Linked DNA regions of Sus scrofa: regions 1 and 3 are each linked to region 2. The links are chromatin contacts, called in public Hi-C and promoter capture Hi-C maps. All regions are on one chromosome and are shown on one strand. Each heading gives the region's core, a stretch centred on a gene start, on an enhancer-like site or on the middle of the called end of the contact. The rest is flanking DNA. Distances are from core to core; before and after follow the strand shown.

What was found. Promoter capture Hi-C pulls out the DNA fragments that hold promoters and counts their contacts. Hi-C and Micro-C count contacts between places; a contact is called where the count stands out from the background.
Region 1: a Hi-C map of embryonic fibroblasts shows a contact between it and region 2, with 3 times the contacts expected there. The contact joins the enhancer-like site here to the promoter of TPM1 in region 2. A contact is called at or near these places in 1 of 5 promoter capture datasets (fetal liver), 3 of 47 Hi-C or Micro-C datasets (embryonic fibroblasts and skeletal muscle) and 1 of 2 datasets of contacts at active chromatin or transcription factors (skeletal muscle).
Region 3: a contact with region 2 is called in a promoter capture Hi-C map of skeletal muscle, with 5 times the contacts expected there. The contact joins the enhancer-like site here to the promoter of TPM1 in region 2. A contact is called at or near these places in 3 of 5 promoter capture datasets (fetal skeletal muscle, liver and skeletal muscle), 16 of 47 Hi-C or Micro-C datasets (alveolar macrophages, brain, embryonic fibroblasts and 11 more) and 1 of 2 datasets of contacts at active chromatin or transcription factors (skeletal muscle).

Annotation. Positions count from the first base shown.
Region 1 is chr1:109,133,636-109,136,335 of Sscrofa11.1, forward strand. No RefSeq gene overlaps it. Among named protein-coding and RNA genes, the nearest start is that of MIR190A, 90 kb to the right of the region's middle. Within about 2 kb of position 1,271, at least 5 of the 83 cell types and tissues checked have an H3K27ac peak or open chromatin away from gene starts, as enhancers often do. A contact at or near this core is called in embryonic fibroblasts, where this site is marked.
Region 2 is chr1:109,014,550-109,017,249 of Sscrofa11.1, forward strand. It overlaps TPM1 (tropomyosin 1 (alpha)), which reads right to left and starts at 1,401. Exons shown (of 10, transcript NM_001097483.2): 1 at 1,209-1,401; 2 at 10-135. The coding sequence starts at 1,322.
Region 3 is chr1:108,942,646-108,945,345 of Sscrofa11.1, forward strand. LOC102163023 (a long non-coding RNA gene) reads right to left here. Exons shown (of 5, transcript XR_300930.3): 2 at 2,090-2,239; 3 at 983-1,152. Among named protein-coding and RNA genes, the nearest start is that of LACTB, 20 kb to the left of the region's middle. Within about 2 kb of position 1,341, at least 17 of the 83 cell types and tissues checked have an H3K27ac peak or open chromatin away from gene starts, as enhancers often do. A contact at or near this core is called in fetal skeletal muscle and skeletal muscle, where this site is marked.

The sequences.
Region 1 (2,700 bases), core at 21-2,520, 120 kb after region 2:
TAGTTCTTGTTCCCACAAGCCAGATGGAAAAACTCGTAATTCACAGGGCAATGTTAGAATGCACAGGAAAGTTTTGCCTCAGTAGCAGGGAATAATTAACCATAGGTGGAGTCCTCCAGAGCCACTTAACAAATCATGAAAGCAAGGTCTAAAAGTATCAAGTTGTTCCCAAGGAACTGAACCATGTCCCAGAACAAAGCTCAAGAATATTTATAGGAAAAAAAAAAAGAATATTTATAGGAATACAAAAATATCCAGTGCCCCAAAGAGTCTGACATCAAATAAAAAGTTGTCAGGCATGCAAAGGATGGGAAACTAAGGCCCAGACTGAAGTACTAAGTCAATCAACCCAAACTGACCCATTCTTTAAAATTATGAATCACTACCTTGTACCCTTGTAACTTATATAATATTGTACATCAACCATACTTTAGTAAAAAATTTTTAAAAGACGGTGAGGACAAAAACACTTAAACAAACAAAAGAACCTGACAGATGCTAAAGGCAGCAGAGGAGGACACTAGAACAATTGGTATAACTATTTTATATAGTCAAAAAGCTGAAGAAAACACTGAACATGTCAACATGAGAGATATAAAAAAGATTCCAATCAACCTTCTAGAGATGAAAATTACAATGTCTGAGACTGGATTAATGGAAGATTAGATATTACAGAAGGAAGACTAGTGAACTTGAAGACCCAGCAACAGGGAAGATGCAATACTATCCAACAGAAATTACAGAGAAAAAAACAGTGGGAAAGAAACGAACAGAGCATCGGTGAGCCATGAGACCACTCCAAACAGCCCAACATATGTGTAAGAGGAGTCCTTGAGGGAGAAGGGGAAAAAATCTGGGATGAAAACTATAAATTCACATGTCCAAGTTCAACAAACTCTGAGCGCAAGAAACATGAATAAAGCTACACCAGGGCATGCCATAGTCAAACTGCTCAAAATCAATGACAAAGAAAAACTCTTAAAAGCAACCAAAGAAAGACATGTGTTCTGTACTATGGAACAAAGATAAGAAGGTCAGCATTTAGTTTTCTTTAGAAAATAATGTGAAAAGAGTGAAGCAACGTCTTTTAAAGACTGAAGTTTTTTTTTTCAAATGTATCGCCCTAGAATTCTATATATAGCAAGGACATTTTCCAAAACCAAAAGTGAAAAAAAAAAAAACAACACTTTTTCAGTCACACAAAAGCTGAAAGAATCCACCAACAGCAGAACTGCAGCATAAGCAATGTTAGAGTAAGTTCTTTTGGCAGAAAGAAAATGACTCAAGAGGGAAATATGAATCTCAGCAAAGGAATGAACAGCACCAGAGATGTTAACTTCATGGCTAAAGAGTAAGATTTTTTTAAAAGTATCTAATTCTCCTTAAATGACATTTGACTGTTTGGAGCAAAACAGGTAGCAATGTATGATTTCACTCATCTGCGGAATGTAAAAAAATACAGAAAAAAAAATGAACAAACAAAAACTAACTCACAGATACAGAGAACAGACTGGCTACCAGAGGGGAAGGGGACGAAGGGGTGGAGGAAATGATTAAAGAGGGTCAATTGTATGGTGATGGAGGGAACTAGATCTTTGCTCGTGATCACTCTATAGAGTACACAGACGTCGAATTCTAACACTGTCCACCTGAAATTTATATAGTGCACATACCAATGGTACCTCAATAAAAAATAGAAAAATGTAGTGTGGAGTTTATAACTATGTAGAAGTAAAGTGTGTGACAAGAGCACAAAGGCCAGGAGTGGAGCAAGAGAGGCATTCTGTTGTAAAGCCCTATCCTTAGGAGAAGTGGTAAAATTCCATTTGATGGTGGACATGGTGAGTTAACGAGGTTACCATGTGCTTTCTGTTGGGACTGTTAGCAGAGAACAGATGGGAGTAGGAGGACACGGGTCAGGGGCGTCCAGGATCAGGGCTGCAAGGAAGAGACCGTGGCAGGATCTGGAAGGTCAGAGGAAGTGGGAGGAGGCCAGAGCCAGCCTGAATAAACCACAGTTTCTAAGACGCAGAACCGAACTTAGGAGTGGTGAGGGGCTGCTTTTCAGAATTTGCTACCCCTGGCTCTCCATTTAGCCACTGTGTGGATTGTTCCTGAACACAACCAAATAAGCTTCCATATTCCCAGTGGATGTCATGTTTCAGTTGCCATTTTTGAGACCAGATACCCTAATGTCATAAGGAGAGACACCCAGATGGAGGCAGTGTTGTATGAGACTGAGGAGCTGGAGAGGTTAAAAACAGTGAGGAAAAGGCACATTCAAAGACCAAGTCAGGGTCTACAATGAAAAGGCCAGCTTTCACGAAATGAATGTTTGTCAAGAGCAGCTTCCTACCATACAGTGAAATGACACAAACGCCCACAACATCCTCTTGGTGAATAAGGTTTCTCTACATAAACCACCACATCCAGCTGGGAGCACAGGACGGCAGCCTTCCCTCCATCTCTCTGATGAAGACTCCGAGGCACACAGTGAATGATTTCCTCGAGGATCTGCTCAAAAATCAGAATCAGGTCTACCTCAGGCTGCTGCTTTGTGATTCAGAGTGCTAGCTAGCTTTTTTAATTGGTGGATCTTTGAAAATGTTTCATGAAGTATAATACGTAGGCAGAAACGTGAAGGACCACAAATGGAACACATCAACATAACTAGCACACAGATCAAGAAACAGAATATTC
Region 2 (2,700 bases), core at 151-2,650:
TGCACTTACATCGGTGGCCTTTTTCTCCGCCAGCTCCAGCTTCTCCTGGGCATCTTTGAGAGCCTCGGAATATTTGTCCAGTTCATCTTCGGTGGCCTTGAGCTTCTTTTGCAGCGACACCAGCTCATCTTCCAGCTGAGAGTTGGCCGTGGGGGACGGGGGCGGGAGGGGGGGGTGCAGCAGGCAGCGTGATCCCGCAGTGATGGGATATGGGTGCACAGAGCCAGAAGGACAGGGACAGCGGGAGAGAGAAAGGGAAAGACAGGGAGGGAGAGAGAGAGAGAGAGACAGAGTTAGCCATTCGTGAGCCGCGCCGCGCGCCCTGGGTACCTTGGCGGCGGCCTCATCGGCGGCCAGGAGGCTGTCCTCTGCCTTGTGCAGCTCCTCCAGCACCCGGTCCCGCTCGTCCTCCGACGCCCGCAGCAGCTTCTCCTTGGCCGCTATGTCCTCCTCGAGCTGGGGGCGGGGAGGGGGGGGGCGCGGGGTGGCGGCGGCGGGCGGGCGCGGGCGGCCGGCACGGACCGGGTGTTAGACACACACACACACACAACACACGGGGCACCGGGTTGGCTGGGGTCCTCTGGGTTTGGGGCACCGCCGAAGTGGGGCTCAAAGGCCTTTGGATAACTTCGTCTAGCCCCTAGCCCATTCAGCACCCCCACCTTCTCCGGGACAAGACTCCTGCCAAGGTTTCAGTGGACTCAAGTCCAACTTGGGGGTGCAGAAAAACGCTCCCGTCTCCTTAGACTTCGGGCCTATTGTTTATTCTGTCCCATCTTTGCTTTTAGGAAAAAACTCCAGGACTGTCCCGTCCCTCTGCCCCCGCCCCCGGCCCCGTCTCTATTCCACATAAAAGTTTTATTCTCTCCAGTGAAAAATCCAGAAGAACTTGTAATACTTTCTGGACTTGATTCCCTTCAAACGCATCCCTACGCCGATCCCAAACTGATTTCAGATCCTTAGAATCAAGTGCCTCTAGGACCTGAATGGACTTCGCGGGCTCTGGGAACCAGAGTAGGGAAATAAGCGTCCCCAGACGAGAAAAAGTTAGAATACGCCCGAGTCTCGCTCTTCCCCTCCCCCTTCTCAGAAGCCCAGGGCTGGGGGCGGCTCCCGGAGTCCTCAGGTTGAGGGACCGCGAAGGGGTGCCAGGCTCAGGTCCGGGGGCTCCCAGCCCCCGGCGGGCGCTAGGCTGGGGAGGCGCAGACCTGCTTGCTCCTGTCCTCTGCCGCCTTCTTATCGGCCTCCGCCTGCTCCGCTCGATCCAAGGCGTTCTCCTTGTCGAGCTTGAGCATTTGCATCTTCTTCTTGATGGCGTCCATGGTGGCGGCGGTAAGGGGCCCTGGGGCTGCGGCAGAAGCGGGGAGGCGAGCGCGCGGTGGAGCGGCCGAGCTGGAGTGCGAGTGCTGAGCTGCCTGCTGCTCCCAGATATGTACTTTCCCAAGGGGGCGACCGCATTCCTCAAGACAGCCAATACTTTTTTGGAAAAGCTTTTTTCTCCTGCCCCCTTTCCCCCTCTCCTCCCTCCGCCCCCCTGCGCCCTCCCCGCTGCTCCCGCGGGGGCCGCACGCCCATTCGCTGCCGCCTGCCGGCCTCCCAGTTGACGGTGGATATGACTATATATGGGGACCCGAGCAGCCTAGGCGGCTGTCGGGCGAGGCCTCCCGCTTTCCAAACCTGCGCGCCAGGGACTGGGCACCGGGGCCTCGCAGGGGCCGAGCCGGGGCGGAGGCGCTAACCTCTGCCTTCTGCCCTTCGTGCCCCCTCCTCCCAGAGCCCAAGTCCCGCCTTTAAGGTCCCTAGCCTAGAGTCTGGAGTGGCAGAAGGCCGGAGGGGGGTTGCAGACAGTGGATGCGCTTCTCCCTCACCTCTGCCCCGGCGCGTTAAGCATCAGGCCCCGGGGTCCCCGGCCCCTAAGCTCGCTCTGGGCACTGTTCCCCAAGGGTTCTCCTGGCAGCTCTCACCCTACTTGGTGTGAGCCAGGGCTTTCACGTTTTGGAAGTTCAACAGGAGTAGAGAAAGGAAGAGTTGAGAGGAAGGCCTGGGGGCTGCTCTAAAGACTTTCTCTGCTGGGTCAGAATGTCTAAGAATTTGTCTTATGCAGTGCCCTGTCCCAAAGGGGAGAGACAGTCGTATACTTTAGGGACATAGGACCCATTGACTCATCTCTGTGTGTGCCTGAGTGGGCTACTTTTGCAAAGGGTGGGGTGTATTTGTTGGTGTGTAGGTGGGTGGATGTGAGTTTAAAGGGAGAGGCCACTGAGTTTAGAAGCAGGGAACTTGGTCTTTGGTCTTAATCAGCAGCAGCTCTGTGACCTTGATAAGTGACTTAGTCGCCAGGCTGCAGTTTCCTCATCTTTCAATCCAGGGGGTAGATGAGCCCCAAGGTGCCTCCAGATCTAACTTTTTCTCCTTTTTCTTGCACCGATTTGAGGGAATTGGCCTCTTTCCATGTTAAGCACTGAGGTAGTAGGTTGCCAAAACATGGGATAAATGTTATCCCAGCCAAGTCATCATATCTACAGCTGTAACTTGGAGGGAACAGGCCCAGCTCTGTGTAGTAAGCTCTGCTTGGAGGCAGAAGCATTTCCCCTACACCTCTTACTCCTCCCAGCCCCCACTGGGAAAAAGCCTGCTCTTTTTAGAGCTTCGGTGGGAGGGGAAGAAAAGAGGCTGCCCCAAAGCCCTGCTTGAGTCTGG
Region 3 (2,700 bases), core at 91-2,590, 72 kb before region 2:
GGTGGGATGGAAAAAGGTACAGTAACTTTGAAAGACAGTTTAGTGATTTATTATAAAACTAAATATACTTTTACCATATAATCCCATACAATCTGAATTTAGGTGATGATATCTGAACCTCAGTTTCTTCATCTATAAATTAGAGCTAATAACAATGACAGTGAAGTTTTGTTGTAAAGACTAAATGTGCTATGACCTATAAAAAGATAAAATAGAAACTTTAGGAAGTAGACTGGCTGAGTAGGAGTAGAAATTAGAACTGTTTACTCCCCTCTAATATCATTTTTGTTGAAAATTAAAAAAAATAAGCTCTCAACTACTAAAGTCCCTAGTTCTTTCTGTAAATCTTTCAGTTTATATTTGTATGATTATTTTCCTCCCACATCTCTTTTCCTCAACTTATCAACTTAATTGTTTGGTCCTTGCCTTAGTGATTAAAGACAAAATAGGTGTTCAAATTCCATCATCTGAAGAGCCAACCAATGCCTCTCCTAGACTGGGACCAACGAAAAGTTAGCAAATCGCCCTGTCTTGAAATGTCATAATGACCTTTTTAAAGAAAGTAATCGAGTCATACATGAATGTATTCTCATTATTGTAAAGGGAATTTTAAACTCTTGGGAAACGGGGCCAAACCTTACAGGCGTTCCATGCCCCTTCTCTCTCTCTCTTTTTTTTTTTTTTTTGTGTTTTGTCCTTTCAGGGCCGCATCTGGGGCATATGCAGGTTCCCAGGCTAGGGGTCTAATCAGAGATGTTGCTGCCAGACTATGCCACAGCCACAGAAACTTGGGATCCGAGCCATGTCTGTGACCTACACCACAGCTCACAGCAACACCAGATCCTTAACCCACTGAGCGAGGCCAGGGATTGAACCTGCAACCTCATGGTTCCTAGTCAGATTCATTTCCGCTGTGCCACAATGGGAACTCCATGCCCCTTCTTTTTAGGTCAATAAAATGTCTTGAAACATGGCTCTGTACCTCTGTTGCCAGAGCTGACTGTGTCCTCTGAATTGACCAGGAAGGCCTGATGGGTTCCCCCCTTCACTGCTGAGCATGTTGTGTCGCAGAATGGATCCAACAGAGGGACTTTCAGGCATGTGATTTCACCAGTGGCCTTAGTAACGACCAGCCTCAGTCAGATTTACCTCCTGGGGAAGTGGGCAAGGATTTTTTTTAGGTCCAAAAAGCAAAGAATGAGGTAATGGATGGCTAGAGGTGTCTATTTTAGTCTCACAGCTCTAAACAATTTTCAGTTGCAGATGTTAAAATATCCAGAATCCACAGAGAACAGAACAGATGGCCTTATTTATCCCGCCTCTGCTGCTCTGAGGGCCTTCTGCCACTCCAGGCATTTGATGACGCATGTGTGGAGCAAACCTGCCTGTGTTCACAGGCTGTGTTCAACACACGTCAGCTTAGAAAACCTTTTATAGAAAGTCACAACAGGGCCAGGCTTCAATGCTGGGGACATACAGAGATGACTGAGTGCCAGGGACCCTTGGGAGCTCTGTGTTAGCAGAGACGACAAGTGGCGAGTGTCTTCCTGGCCTGGCAGGCTGTGTTCTGCACAAGGATGCCTGTGGAGGGGTGAATGAGCTGGAAGCCAGCCTGTGCTCCTTTTTTTTTTTTTTTTTTTTTTTTTTTTTCCGCCCAGGCCCTTGGCATGGGAAGTTCTGAGGCCATGACTGAACGACTACCATGGCAGTGACCTGACCACACCAGGTCCTTAATCCACCAGCACTCCTCAGCTTGTGCTCCTATTGCCAACCTGTGCGTCTGGCTCTGGAGGAAGGGGTGCCTTTTTCAAATAGGCACAAATGAACAATGTGTGCTGCCTGCATCCCTGAACTGAAGTAGAGCCTTAGAACTCAATCACACAGTAAGTGCTATGAGAGAGGCAGACAGCAGCAGCTCTGGGAAGGAAAGAGAAAGCAGCTGAGTCTCCCTAGGGAAGGAGTTGTGGGGAGGGACAGAGACTGAGGGAGCATTTCAGGAGGGCCTTGGAATAGAAACAGGAATTTGCCTAGTAGATAGAAAGGCAAATGAGGCAGGGGAAACAGACTGAGCAAAGGTGCAGAGGCTTACAGGTACAACGCCTGTTTCTAGAACAGGGAGTATTTCAATCTGGCTGATGGAGGTGAGGCCAAAGGCAGGCAGAGCCAGATGGTGCAGGCCTTCTGAGCCACGCTGAGGATGCTGGGCTTCAGGCTGGTGGTTCTCAAACTCTGGTGTGCTCTGAAACATGTAGAAAGCCTGTTATCAACAACAGGCATAAACTTACTGTTAGAAGTGTTGTTTCCTTGGCCTGAACCCCAGGGATGGGTTCTGACTCAGTAGGTCTGGGGAAGGGCCCATGAGTGAACATTTTAAATGATTTTCCAATTGGGAGATTGGGAGTTTGGGATTGGCATATGCACGCTATTATATATAGAATGGATGGTCAACAGGGACCTGCTGCATAGCCCAGGAAAACTTTAGTCAATATTCTGGGATAACCTATATGGGAAAAGAATCTAAAAAAAGAATAGATATGGGTATATGTATAATGGAATCACTTTGCTGTACAGCAGAAATTAACACAACATTGGAAATCAACCATACTTCAATAAAATTTTAAAAAGTGAAAAAAATAGAAAAAAAACTTAAAAATGAAATAAAAAATGAAGTGATTTTCCTATAGGATTTTGATACAGTGG